Linked DNA regions of Sus scrofa: region 2 is linked to region 1. Evidence: chromatin contacts called from public Hi-C data. All regions are on one chromosome and are shown on one strand. Each heading gives the region's core, a stretch centred on a gene start, on an enhancer-like site or on the middle of the called end of the contact. The rest is flanking DNA. Distances are from core to core; before and after follow the strand shown.

The links. A called contact is a pair of places that touch in the nucleus more often than the background predicts.
Region 2: a Hi-C map of fetal skeletal muscle shows a contact between it and region 1, with 2.1 times the contacts expected there. The contact joins the enhancer-like site here to the promoter of VGLL3 in region 1. A contact is called at or near these places in 4 of 47 Hi-C or Micro-C datasets (adipocytes, embryonic fibroblasts, fetal skeletal muscle and 1 more).

The regions. Positions count from the first base shown.
Region 1 is chr13:168,787,761-168,794,894 of Sscrofa11.1, reverse strand. VGLL3 (vestigial like family member 3) reads right to left here and starts at 4,319. Exons shown (of 4, transcript NM_001143929.1): 1 at 4,190-4,319. The coding sequence starts at 4,315.
Region 2 is chr13:168,822,657-168,829,790 of Sscrofa11.1, reverse strand. All of the region lies in intron 3 of VGLL3 (vestigial like family member 3), which reads right to left. Among named protein-coding and RNA genes, the nearest start is that of VGLL3, 36 kb to the right of the region's middle. Within about 2 kb of position 4,175, at least 1 of the 83 cell types and tissues checked has an H3K27ac peak or open chromatin away from gene starts, as enhancers often do. A contact at or near this core is called in fetal skeletal muscle, where this site is marked.

The DNA.
Region 1 (7,134 bases), core at 3,070-5,569:
ACAAATGCTTGCAAAGAGGCTTTGGAATGCCAAAACTAAAAACTTACACTACCAAGGACTTGGAAAGAATTTCAAGCTCCAAGGCCAAAGAATCTACTGCATATTAATCTTCTTTATCAAAAAGTTGATTTGGAGCACTAAAGACAAAAATAAGCCTATTGTGCAATAGTAAAAAAAGAAATCTTGGGAGACTGAATGATATGGCGGAAAGATGTTACCATGCCAGGGAGCAGGGAATCCAGTGGTGCTAATTTTGTCACCAGTTAGCTTTGAAATCTTGAGTCAGGCATTTCAACCCCATAAACATCCATTTCCCCATTTGTAAGGAAGGGTTTAAGTATGTTTTTCCAGGGTTTTTCCTAACAAACAGAAACTCGGAGAGATTTTATGACCCAACCAAGGTGGCAGAATCCACAGAAAGAGTTTGCAAAAACTTACACACTTATGACTGGAGTTCTGCCTCCCTAGGGCTTTTAACTCCTTTAAGTGAAAGCACACTTGTTAATTCACCCAGGTGTCACCCTTGAAGAGGACAGAGTAAATATGCTCTAACTTATCTGAAACCCAAGGTGTGATTATTAAAAATCCCTATGCACAGAGAATGGGGGATTGTTCTCCTCTTCTTTCACCGCCTCATCAATGGACTACTGAAAGCTTTGCTTTAAATATCTTCCTAATGTTAACATTATGAATATAAGGGGGAAGGAAGATCAGATCTTAGACAACAGATTGTCTGCATTTAAGATGAGAAATCCACAGGGTATGAAGGGAATCTATGATTTCAACTGTTTTCCTTAATTTTTCCTGACACTTATTTTGAATTTTTTTTTCTCTTCTCTCCTACTGTCACTGTTAGAATATGAGTACATTCCTTTCTGCACATGTTTCTGCAGTGTCATCATGCCTTTGAAGCATGTGCTGAGAGACTGAGGCAAGAGTTCTCCTAAGGAGATGGTAGGGACTGACACGTTAAGGCTACAAAGAGATGGTGGGCACAGGGACCAGAGGCTTCACATACCTCAGCAAAGCCTGGCTTTATAAAGCACACTGTGCAATTTATGCCGAGCCATGCAATTTCTAGGAATTAATGTCAGGGTCTATAAAATTGACTCCTCATATACATTTATATTTTACTTTGATTCCCTTAGCCTACTATATGCCTAAGTAACACATGACAGTGCAGCCTGATGTATAAGCTGTTTTCAAGGCACAAATCTAATACCTACAACGTATAACATGTTCAATTAAAAACTGAAACAGTATTTCCAGTGTACATTGTGCTTTCAGAGGAAAAGCTAAGAGTACATGTGCCTGGTATATGAAGTTCCACCATTTCAAAAAGAATCCCTATTATATAATCATACATTAAGCGGAAAATACACCTATGTGTTTAAAATCTATCATAATAAACCATTATGACATAATAATTTACAAGGCTTTCAGAGATGTATGGATTTGAGAAAAAAATCAGTTCAAAGCTATACTGCAGTAATTGAAAATACAGAAGTGATACAAAACTTTAATGCTCTCTTTTCTAACATTTTATAAATGACCATTAAACTTCCTAACATTTGTATTTCTTGTTCTCAACAAGTCAATTTAGCAAATGCAGTAGGACTTGTAGACCTTATTTTTGTCTCCCAGGCAAGATGCTATTAGGGGTCACTTCCCATGTACGGAGAAAACAATCTTCATGGATAATAATGATAAAACCTTATGGAATGCAAAAACAACCAAAATATGTATTCTCAGATGACTACGTTGGGGCCAAGTCAATATTAGTCCCACTTCACCCACGCACCGCATAGTCTAAAAATGCTGTCAGCCTGATAAGAATTTCCTGATTTATTCCTTTTTCCAATAGAAAATATAGGTCATCAAAATAAACTCCTGACAGTAAAAGAACAGTAGTTACACTACTGTCTTTTTATTTTGCTAGCCAGTTATAGACAAATAGTTTTCTTACTTGAAAAAAGAATAATCTGGAACAAGCCAGTGTAGAAAAGCAACACGAAAATTTCAAGCACACTTCTCAACTAATTTCTTAAGGTCAACAAAGCCTAACATCAACTTAAACAAAATCTACAAAAGCCAAAGGATAGTAGAAATTGATCACTATTTATTAATATTTGTCACTCATCAAGGTGGACAATTCAGGTGAAAAAAAAGCTTTTTTTTTTTAGTTTACTGATGGTCTTAGCAAAATAATGCAATTTGGGAAATGAGTTTTGGTGCTATTGAAAAAGCTAAAGTATCAGAGTTATTTTTTATTGAAAAATAAATGCCATAATTAGTTATTTATACTTTTCCTGATACTGAATTTCACTATCTAGCTCAAAAAAAGTATTTCAATTCTAACCACCACCAGTAATTCGTATTTTAATGGGAATATTTTCACAACTCTGGAAAAAAAAAAAAACCTTATTCACAACTATTCTGCTAAAGTTATTTTTGAAGGGGAAAAATACCTTTCTGAATGTTTAGTAAAGTTTGAGTCTGTTGCCTGTCCACATTCCAACTGATAATTGAAGGCCTCTACAGTCTCTGAGATGGAAGAAAGGAAAGAAGGAAAGGGTGGTTCATCCGGGACAGAGTGTTCATAAAACACACAAAAAGTATATATCCTGCATCTCTTTGTCTCACTTGCTTGACTTGTACCTAAATGGCTTTCTCTCTTACTTGTATCTTTTATATTTAAAGCCAAAGAAAAGCAAACAGCATAACCAAAATGTTTAACCTGTCACCCTTGATCACAAATTACAAAATGCTTTCCCAATCCCTTCCCTAAAAGTAATCTTGCTTTGAAATCCTAAAACTGCTGAATATTAAAAAAAAAAAAAAGATAGTAAGAAAATGGGACTTAGTTGGTCCTGTTTAAGCTCATACAAGCTCATACTGTTTAGCAGATAAATCTAAAGTATATACCCTTCTGGAATCAGCTGAATTTCAGTCCCTAAATTCTGAACAGAAGTTACATTTCTTTCTAAAGAGTAGCACAATAAATGTAGTAAAGAGGCAGAGGTAGAGGAAAAAGAGAAATTAAGTGTCCAGATTAATTGAAGAGCCAAACCCTGAAAACCACAATAGAACACATGGTTTTTAAGAAACTAAAAAAGATCAATCAATAAATTTTGTGGATGTTAACACTGGAACCATATCTAAATCCCTGATAGGTGTCTCCACCTCAGAGAATAGAAATTGTATTTTTTTTAAGTCTTACCAAATCAACACACCCTAATTCCCAAAGTCTGAGGACCGTATTTTGGCACAGCCCCTGGCCACATGCTCACATACATGTTCCACATAACGCTAACTAAGCTTTGACACACACTCTGTTGGCATCGAGAAAGGAATGTCCAGGGGTACCTTGTGCTAAATTCCTTAGGACCCTACTCTTCCTTCTGAAAGAAATGAATCATCTCCCTAATTCCTGAACTCTTTTTTTATCAGACAGCATTCAGTCACCCTTGGAGTGGTGTAGATCCAGCATCCACTGATACAAGATTACACCTTGGCTGGGAAAGAGAAGGGTTCCAGCCAGTAGACTGAACCATAACACTTCTCTGCTTTGATGGAATTAAAAATGAAAGAGGTATTCGGGGATCAATCCCTATCCTCTAAGTCACAGTATGGGAAGAAGACAGACTTTACAGAGAACTTCTAGTAACACTGGATAGATAATAAATTAGACCCATGTTCCACTAGCAAAGTCCCAGAAAAGTCATTCTATGAGTTCACTGTCCAGGGAGATTCCCCTAGGTCAGTGACACATTTCATCCCTTCAATCAAGAAAACCCTGAAACACTTTACCTTTCAGAGAAAACAAAATATTTGGTTTAAGTTTACTCACATACTCCTAAGACAGATGCCCTTGGCAAGCTTCAGAGAACTGAGCCCTAAGAGTAGGGTGGCTATGAGGAATAGCCTCTGAGCTCCAGTGACAACAGCTCACTGAAGCCCCTAGCCAGGTAACGCCTCATTTCGAATCCCTACCTGTCCACCTGACTGCTTGTCCCTTTCTGAAGCCTTGTCTCCTCTCTTCTTATGGCTTTCCGCTCAAGGGCGCTCCTTCAAGTCTCAGAGCATCCTCCGCGCTACCCGTCCCAGAGGGACAGCGCGGGATCCCAAGACCGATACTCTCGGTGCCCCTCGCCCCCGCCCCCGGCAGGCTGCCCGGTCGCTGACTCACCTGCTGGCCAGGTTGGGGCGCCGGGTGGTAATAAGCTGTGGGGCAGGTTGCAGCTGCCACAGGGTTGGGCAGATACTGGGGCGCTCCATACGGCTGGGGGTGATACATCACCTCCGCACAACTCATGGCAGCCGGGGCAGCGGCGGCCCCGGAGCTGCGGCCGCCGCTCTACGCGCTAGCGCAACCGGCGCCGGCGCCGCAGCTGCTGCCTCTGTCGCAGCTCCAGCTGCTACTACGGCGAAGGCGGGTCCTCGGCGGCCGCGGGCTCCGCGCGGGGCGCGGGCTCGGGAGGGGTTGGCAGTCAGCGGGGGCCCATGCGCGGGCACCCTCATCTTCAGCCCCTCCGGGTGGTGTCCCCTGGCCTGCGCTTATAGAGCGACTCGGGGACGCACTGGCCCGCCGCGCGGCGGGGGCATGACAGTGCAGGGCTCCGGCGAGGGCTGCGGCACCCCAAGCAGCGCCAGCCGCTGCCGCAGCCCCGTCCGGGTCGCGCAGACCTGGGGAGCTGGCCTCTGGTTTGCATATACACAATGCACGCCCGGGGCTCGTCCTATCGCTGGCGATCCCGGCTGGGCGAGGACCGGGAGGCGGGGGCAGAGGGAGGGCAGAGGAGGAGGGGGAGCACCTCGCCTTCCCGGGCTCTGAAGCGGAGCTCAGCGAAGTTCCTTCGACTCCGTCAGTGGCGGGCGGGTCACCCAGCAGGGGACCCCGGGGAGGGCCGGCCGCGGATTGGAGCAAAGTTGGAGGCCCTCTCCGCCTCCTGGCAGTTGGGCGGTGGTAGGCGGGAATGGTATGCGAGAGGCTCCACGCCCTTAAAGCTCCGCGGGTTCCCACCCTGTCTCCTGTCACCTGGCCGCCAGGGCAAGGGCTTCCCAGACACAAGGAAATTTACAAGGAACACCAACGTAGAGGCCAAGGCTAAACGAAGGGCAAGTGCACGAAGGGGTAAAGCAGAGTAGGCGCAAAATAAACTGGGATTAGCTCCTACATTAAATATAACCATAAGTGAAAGTTAACTTCATTGCAAGTGCACACATGCCAAGAATGCAACACGGTTTTCTACAAGCAATCTCCGCTTCAAGTTTACACGTTCATGGTATGACGCCCTTGTGGGATGTCAACCTCTTCTGGCTTTTTCAGCCTGGTTGCCATAGAGCAACAGACAACAACAGTCGATTAAACCCATCTAGCTATTATTTAAAGGTTTATTTATGTGCAAGTGGCTTACAGCCCTCTCTGAAATGAAAATGTTCCTAGAATACAATATATTTCAATATAATCAGATAAAGTAAAAAAAGAATTATACCTATTTTATAAATAAACAAACTCTCTGACCTTTAACAAGTATATATGACACAGAACATTCTCTTTGTTTTACACAGATTGTCCTTTGAGGAGAAGTTAACCAGGATGTCAAAATACTGATGGTAGTAATGGGCTGACCTGTGTCCCCCAAAATTCATGTGTTAAAGCCTAGCCCCCAGTGTGACTGTGTTTGGAAACAAAGCCTACCAGGAGGTAATTAAGGTTAAAAACGAAGTCATAAAAATGGGGCCCTAATCTAGGACTGGTGTCCTTATGAAGAGGAAAAGATACTAGAGATCTGTCTGCTTTAGCACAGAGGAAAGGCCTTGTGATATCCAGTGAGATTCATCCTTCATCTTCCTCAGTCTACAAGCCAGAAAGAGAAGCCTCACCAAAAGTTATCTCTGAGGATACTATGATCTTGGATTTTAGCCTCCAAAGCTGTGACAAAATAATTTCTGTATTTAAGCCACCTAGTCTGTGGTATTTTGTTATGGCAGCCCTAGCAAACTAATACATAGGTACAGCACCAATATATTGTTTATATTCTTAATCTTTATATAAATGTGTATGTGGTTATGTATAACTACACAGACACACAAGAATATAAATGCATATATACTCACACATGCCCTCACTCATAAACTCAAATACACAAACTATAATAACTGGATAGGAACTCTTTGCTACTCATAGCAGCTCCTATTTACTCATTCTTTCATCCATTGAATATTAAAAATATATTCAATAAGGGCTTTCACAGTTTAGACTTTGTGTTCTTTGTAATGGAAGAGTGGTCCCATCAGTAAGATATATGCAAATTTACTTGAAATGTTTATTACTGCCTTTTCTCAAGTTGACAACCATCAGTCCTACCCCTCTTCTGTGTTCTAGATTCATCTATTCAGCTTCTGTTTGGGTGGCTTCATATAGATATTCCATAGGAACCTCAGTCTTAATGGCACTAATATTTTCCCCACAGACCCAACCTGATTCTCCTGTTTTCACCTCCATTTCAGGTGTTGAAACTCCCACCCTTGCTGCTGAGCTAGAAATCTGGGAATATCCAACATGCCTATCTTCTTACAGTCCCAACTTGACCCCAACTTTTACTTTTCTACTGACTCTCTTCCCTCATCTCTTTATCTCTGCTGCTATAATCCTTCGTTCACTCAGCATCTCTCACCCAGAATCCTGCAGGAGGCACCTACCTGATATCCAGGCCCCAATGTCAACCTTCTTCCAATCCATTTTTCACACTTTATCCACCTATTCTTTTCCTTCTTAGCCACTGCAAACCCAACAAAGAAAAGATGCTTTGTCCCTCTTGTCAAGCAATTTCACAGTACCTTCCAAAGGTCCACAGTCCTAACTTGGATGGAACTAGAGACTCTCATACTGAGTGAAGTAACTCAGAAAGAGAAAGGCAAATACCACATGATATCACTTATATCTGGAATCTAACATATGGCACAAATGAACCTTTCCACAGAAAATAAAATCATGGATTTAGAGAATAGACTTGTGGTTGCCAAGGGAGAGGGGAAAGGGGGCGGATGGATTGGGAACTTGGGGTTAATAGATGCAGACTATTACCTTTGGAATAAATTAGCAACTCTTTAACATTCAAATGTTGGCCC
Region 2 (7,134 bases), core at 2,926-5,425, 35 kb before region 1:
AGAAAAACAGCAGCAATTCCTAGGGAGAGGATGAGCAAAGAATCTGAGAAGAGGCTTCAACTCTAAGTGGAACAGTGTTTTAAATTGAGAGCAGGAGTTCCCTGTGGCCTATAGGTTAAGGACTTGGCATGGTCACTGCTGTGACTTGGGTTGGATCCCTGGCCTGGGAACTTCCACATACTGTGGGTGTGGCCAAACTTTTTTTTTTTAATTAACTGAGATCAAATAAAATGTCATTAGGTTGGCCTACAAAAACTCAAAATTGATGAAGTTAAATTTTCTGCTAGTGGGCAGATATAAATAATAAATTGTGTTACTAAAAATGTTACATTCCAGCACACTTGAGATTTAGGGACAGCGTGATTATCAGGGTCATATTCACTTTTAAGGAAGCGTAACCACTCGACAACATCATTGACTATAGCTCGTCAGTCAGATAAATATGCTTCCAATTAATTTTATCGCTGGAGATAAAAGAGGTAATGTGGCAACCAAGCACTGGTGAACATGCTGTTGAAAAGAAGAGAAGAAAAATAGGAACATAAAAACTGGACGTATGGGTAGAACATTTTAAAACCAAAAAGTAGAGAAAGTACTTAAGTGAATTTTTCATTTCATAGATATTAGGAGTCTAGAAACCCTTATGTATCAGAATGCTTGCTATTAGAGTCTAAGAAGCTGGTAACTTATTTCTACATTGAAAATAAAAAATGAATCCCTGCTTCATCTTTGCTTTCACAAAGTCATAATTATTACAAATATAAACATATACAACACCGTATTAGACGCTATATCAAAATATTCCACCTTCACCAACAAACTATCTAACACTAACACACTGTCAAATGATCACAGACTATGTGATGTGAGACACAGTCATATTATCTTCTCCTACTTTATAAAATTATCGATGCTAATGACCACAAAACTGCATTTGTCTGTCTGAGCCCTGGGGCAATCAGTTTAAACGCCAGTTAAGAATTTCTAAAAAATATTTTCATGGGGGTAACACCTTAACACTAATGAAGGGGAAACAAATAATAGCAAGTGCTATATATTTCAGAAGCTATGATTTCATTTCAGGTGACCATCAAGATAGATCACGTTTAACAACCATGGAGATATCTTTTCACTTGTTTTTAAAAACCACCAAGGAGATATCCTTTCACTTGTTTTTAAAACATCCTTTTTTTTTTTTTTTAAACTTCAGAACATTTCTTTTTTTTTTTTTTTTTTCTCTTTTTGTCTTTCTGTCTTTTTGTCTTTTTGTTGTTGTTGTTGTTGTTGCTATTTCTTGGGCAGCTCCCGCGGCATATGGAGGTTCCCAGGCTAGGGGTCCAATCAGAGCTGTAGCCACCGGCCTACGCCAGAGCCACAGCAACGCGGGATCCGAGCCGCGTCTGCAACCTACACCACAGCTCACGGCAACGCCGGATCGTTAACCCACTGAGCAAGGGCAGGGACGGAACCCGCAACCTCATGGTTCCTAGTCGGATTCGTTAACCACTGCGCCACGACGGGAACTCCCAGAACATTTCTTGTTTAAAAATCAAGTTAGAAATTTCACTCACAGCATGTGGTAGTTCCCAGGCCAGGAATCGAAGCCACACCACAGTGGTAACCGCAGCCATGGCAGTGACAATGCTGGATCCTTAACTTGTTGAGCCACCAGGGAACTCTAACTCATGGAGTATTCAGAATGTGAGAGTTCTACATAATACCCTCTATCATCTCACAACTTGCTGAGTACACTTTGGATGTTCATACATGCTTACACAACTGTTTATACGACATATTTCTTTCAGCAGCAACGTTATCTTGGAAAACCATTTTCTGTCAGTATATATAGTTCAACCCTTTTGGAGGGCTGCACAATATTCATTCTTCCCTATACTACAAATTACCCAATTCTCTATAGGTATTTATCACTTGGATACACACACACATGTGCTAATATATTTGTTCCTTAAATGAATATTTTAGTAGGGAAGAAAAATTCCTGAAACTGTGTTTGTATACTTACTTAACCCAAGCATATATATACTTCACATTTAAATATTTCTTGGAGTTCCTTTTGTGGCTCAGGGGAAATGAATCTGAGCATCCATGAGGATGAGGGTTCGATCCCTGGCCTTGCTCAGTGGGTTAAGGAGCCAGCATTGCAGTAAGCTGTGCTGTACATCACAGACGCAGCTCCGATCTGGTGTTGCTGTGGCTCCAATTCGACCCCTAGCCTGGGAACCTCCATATGCCATGGGTACAGCCCTCAAAAGACAAAAAAACAAAAAATTTCTTTGTGAGTGGTATATGTTTCAGAAAGTTGGTACTAATATTCATATTTTTACTATTTATTATCATTATTATGGATTACTATCTAATTGTCTAATTGTCTCCATTTGCATTTCTTTAAGTATTAGTGGAGCTGAACATTATGTGATCTTGGCATTTCTTCCCTGTGTTTTATATGAGGCCAATTTTCTATGTTTTCAAAAAAGTGACTTCCTCATTGATTTCTAAATGCTTTTTATATATTAGGTATGTTGGCATTTTTTTCTCTCATGTATTACAAGTACTTTTTGCCAATTTGATGAGCACTAAGTATCTCCATACTTAATACTTATATTTTGGACAATAATTATTTTAAGTCATCACAAGTAAGATGTATTCTTGAACAGATCAAAGATTAAATTTATTGACACGAATTATAATTATCCACTTATCATTACAACTCTTACACACTAAAATAATGATACCTAATTATGACAGCATAATAACTGATTAGCAGAGGGAAGGTTTTCAGTGTTTAGAGATGTGGAAATGAGGCACAGCTAGAATTGCCTTAAAATCTCCATGTAGTAGTACTGTCAGAGGTAGTGAGGTTAAAACTGTCTGAACCTGTCAAAATATCTTCAAGTTTAACTTCAAAGAAGGATAGAAATTTAAAGTCTACTGAACCTGACCTTACTAACTGACCATTAGTTACTACTTTATTGGAAGAAGCTCAGTACCTGTACACCTGAGGCCAACATTACAGGTAATGAGCAGTTCAGTGGCCAAGTGTTTCCCACTGCTTCTGGCCCAGACACCAGGCCCTCTCAGCTTGCTTGCCCTCTCAGAACCTTCCTCCCCCTGAAACCACAAACTCATGCATTGAATCGCTAGCCTTTAGCGACAGCTGCCTGCTGACTTGCACACGTTGAAATGCCCAGCTGGAAGGGAAACTGGCAAGTACTTTAAGCATCAGGATATGGAGTTACAAATCTGAACCAGCCATTCTAAAAAAATTGAATGCCTGGGCAAATGCAAAATGTGAATCACAGAGGTAGGTAGTTTTTTATCATAATGGCATTTTACCATCTCAAAATACAAATGTCAGTGTGCTAACCTCTTGGCTGAGAGAAGCTGGGTACCAGAAGGTGCAACATGGCATGTAGACACCCCTCACCAAGTCAGTGACCTCAGTTTCAAAAGCATATAAAAAGAAACTTTGAAGACAGAGACAAAGAATAAAAGAAAAAGGGAATGGGGAAGAGTGAAATGAAATACCCTCTGTAATTTCTTCTACAGACTTTCTTCCAGAACTGGAGAGGAGAAAGACCAAAACGCTTGGATCACTTTTTGTAACTGAAACCACAAGTTATAATACTCTCAAGGGATTCTAACTATCCAGACATCTGTTGGATAACAAATGCAGCCAAACATGCGTCTTTAAAGAGGTTTCTAGGTTATTCAGTGACAGCTTTATGATCCAGAAAATAGATAATCCAACTGGAGGAAGAGCTAATCTGGATCCATTGTTTACCCGTAAAACCTTAATTAAGGACACAACACCAACATAGCAAACATTCTACCAGAAACTAAGAGTTAGGGAAAGACTCTAAAGTTTTAAAAATTACTTCAGAACTGCAGAAATACAATGTACTTTTTATGCCCATTAAGTTTAAGTAATCAATCTCCCCATGAAATCAAAACATATTGGAAAATATTCAGTAAGAATGAGGTATGTTGCATATAGATCAATTCTACACTGACATTAGTAATTTTTCATCTCACTTCTATGTGACACGAACACAAACTCTCTCTCTGACATTTTCCAGAAACGTCTGTCTAATCCAAGCAAACATAAATAGGGTTTCAATGATTGTGAAGATATTACGTGTCACCTGATACTGCTCAAACAAGGCAGCTACGAAAATAAGCATTATAACACATGCTTGTGGTTGACAAAAATTAAATCCCCAGTATATCAGCCTGTAACCAAACAATAAATGGCATATTTTGCCTCTCATCTGTCTCTTGCAAGACTTTTTTTGGTCATCTTTTTGCCAAGGAATTCAGACCATGTTGCCCACAGGCAACTGTTTGTGAAACCTTATATTGTTGATAAATAAAACAATAAGAGAGGAGCTAGGCAGCCAGAAAAGAGAATAAAAAGAATCTGTGCATTCCACACGCCATATAGAATTTTTGTATATAATCTCTGTAGCCTATTTGAAAGTCGATAAAAAATTGTCTGGGGACAAGTTCCGATATAGATTTTTTTCATTAGAGGTGTGTTTCTTTTAGATGTACCCCATATGAGATATAAGAAACAGAAAAGCATTACTGGGAAGATAATTTGCTTATACAAAATACACTGACCTCTGAAACAGGCCCTTCAATGCATTGTGTGGTTCTCATTCAGTCATGTTAGAATTAACTAGGAGTTTTTTCAACCTCTGTAATTTCCCTCTCGGGCAAGCATATAAGCATCTCTTGGGAAGATTTTGTGTAGTTTGACAAAGTCCCCAATCTCAACTAGAGTTAGTTGATTGCAACTCCTTCAGGAAAATAGAAAGATAATGGTGTTACCCAATTTTGCTTGTAATTTTTAAGAAAACATTTTATAAAGTAAGAGATGCCACTCGATTTATAGAGTTATCAATAGAAACTTGTTTCCAAAATTAAAACTAGAAAATGAATCAGTTTTTAGTTTTTTTTGGTTTTTTTTTTTTTTTTTTTTTTTGGTCTTTTTGCCTTTTTCTAAGGCCGCTCCCGTGGCATATGGAGATTCCCAGGCTAGGGGTCTAATCAGAGCTATAGCCACCGGACTACACCAGAGCCACAGCAATGCAGGATCCAAGCCGTGTCTGCAACCTACACCATAGCTCACGGCAACGCCGGATCATCGACCCACTGAGCAAGGCCAGGGATCAAACCTGCAACCTCATGGTTCCTAGTCGGATTTGTTAACCACTGCGCCTCGACAGGAACTCCTAGTTCATATTTTTTAAGGATTAGCACATATTAATGGAGTTTCATTGAATCTAATCATGTGTATAGTCTAACTTCCTTGTTCTGCACATAAAATCTTTTGAATTATGTGAGTACAAGAACAAACATCTCAACAATATATAAGAACAAAAGGATAGAATGTATTTTTTAGTACTCTCTCATCCCACATGATTGAGTGTTTTAAATGGGAAAACTGTTTATAAAAATGTCAAAGACATATATCCTGATAACTTTTCAAATCCTTATTATCTTGATTCTTTATCCCGCCTCTCATTATCTGCCCAATCAATATAAAAGCACCCAGTTTTTGTTTTATGGCCAATACCAGCAAACACCACTACTGGGAAAATTGGCTCCAACAAATATCACAGATACTCTTTAAGAACAGAAACAAGCTCAGTTAGAAATAATCAGAAAGTGTCAGAAGAATACAGAGCTTGCATTTCAATTATTCGTGAAGCCTCACATCTCCAGTGCTTTTTTTTTTCTGTTTGACAAGCATTGTATTTACTTATTTAATTTTTTTTGTCTTTTTGCCTTTTCCAGGGCTGCTCTCTGGGCACATGAGAGTTCCCAGGCTAGGGCTCTAATCGGAGCTGTAGCCTCTGGCCTACGCCAGAGCCACAGCAACACAGGATCCGAGCTGCGTCTGCGATCTATACCACAGCTCACCGCAATGCTGGATCCTTAACCCACTGAGCGAGGCCAGGGTTCAAACCTGAAACCTCATGGTTCCTAGTTGGATTCATTAACCACTGTGCCATGATGGGAACTCCAAAAGCACCGTATTTATTAAGAATAATGAGCGCTTTCATTCTGCACCAGGTGTCACTACCTAGAAAACAGGACCATGTGCATTAGTGCATTGGACTCTCATAGTTACATCAGAGTAGGCAGTATCGTTTCCATTTTGCTTCTAAAGAAGAAGAGCAGAGAGGTTCTGAGACCTGCTCACCATAATACAGTAAGTGAAGATGTGGGTCCCAAAATCTATTTTTTGGTCCTCTTTTTTCTTAGATACCTCTCTGGATGTGAATTTCCTCATCTCTGCAAGGACTAAGGTTCCCTTATTTACCATCATTTTATGAGTCCCTAAATTTGCAGGGGAGAGTAAATTATTAATAAAATCAATCTTTTTCTTCTCTCCCCTTGTCTTTTTCTCTTACACACACATATGCATATACATACATACCTACATATGTTTTTCTTCTAAACTCCACCTCCTCCTCTCCTCCTTAAACTCATATTAGCGACCCTAATTACTTCAGCCTCAAAAGGAAACACAAGTCGACAATCCAGGAGTCTCTGCTTTCACTAAATTGTAAGTACATGCATACACCACAGACATATATATATACAGGATTTCCTGTCATTCATTTTTAACGTGCTTCCTCATTTTTTTATCTTCAGTCAGCATTACCACATAAAACAGAATCCACTCACAAATTCCCCTCTTGATGGGAGTCACTCGATTCCACTTTTTTTGCTACAATGAACATTGTCACAACAAACAGTTTTGTGCCTAGACCCTCATACAATGCTGCTTGTTTGTATTTGTGTGGCATAAACTCCCAAGAGGAAAAATGCTGGGCCACACAGTTTTCAGACTACTTTTTGAAAAAACCTACAACTCTTTAATTTTCTATCAACAATGTATGAGAAATAGCATTTCCCCTTAATCAAGATATGTTTTATGAGAATTCGCACATGCACAATTATTTGTATTATCATGCAAATGCATCCTTAAACATTCAGAATCCTCTCAGAAGGCTTCTGCACTCCTCCTGTAAGATCAGAGATGCCTGTGTGAGACAAAAGCCCCAGGCTTCGGGCACTGTGCCATTATGGCACCACTCTAGG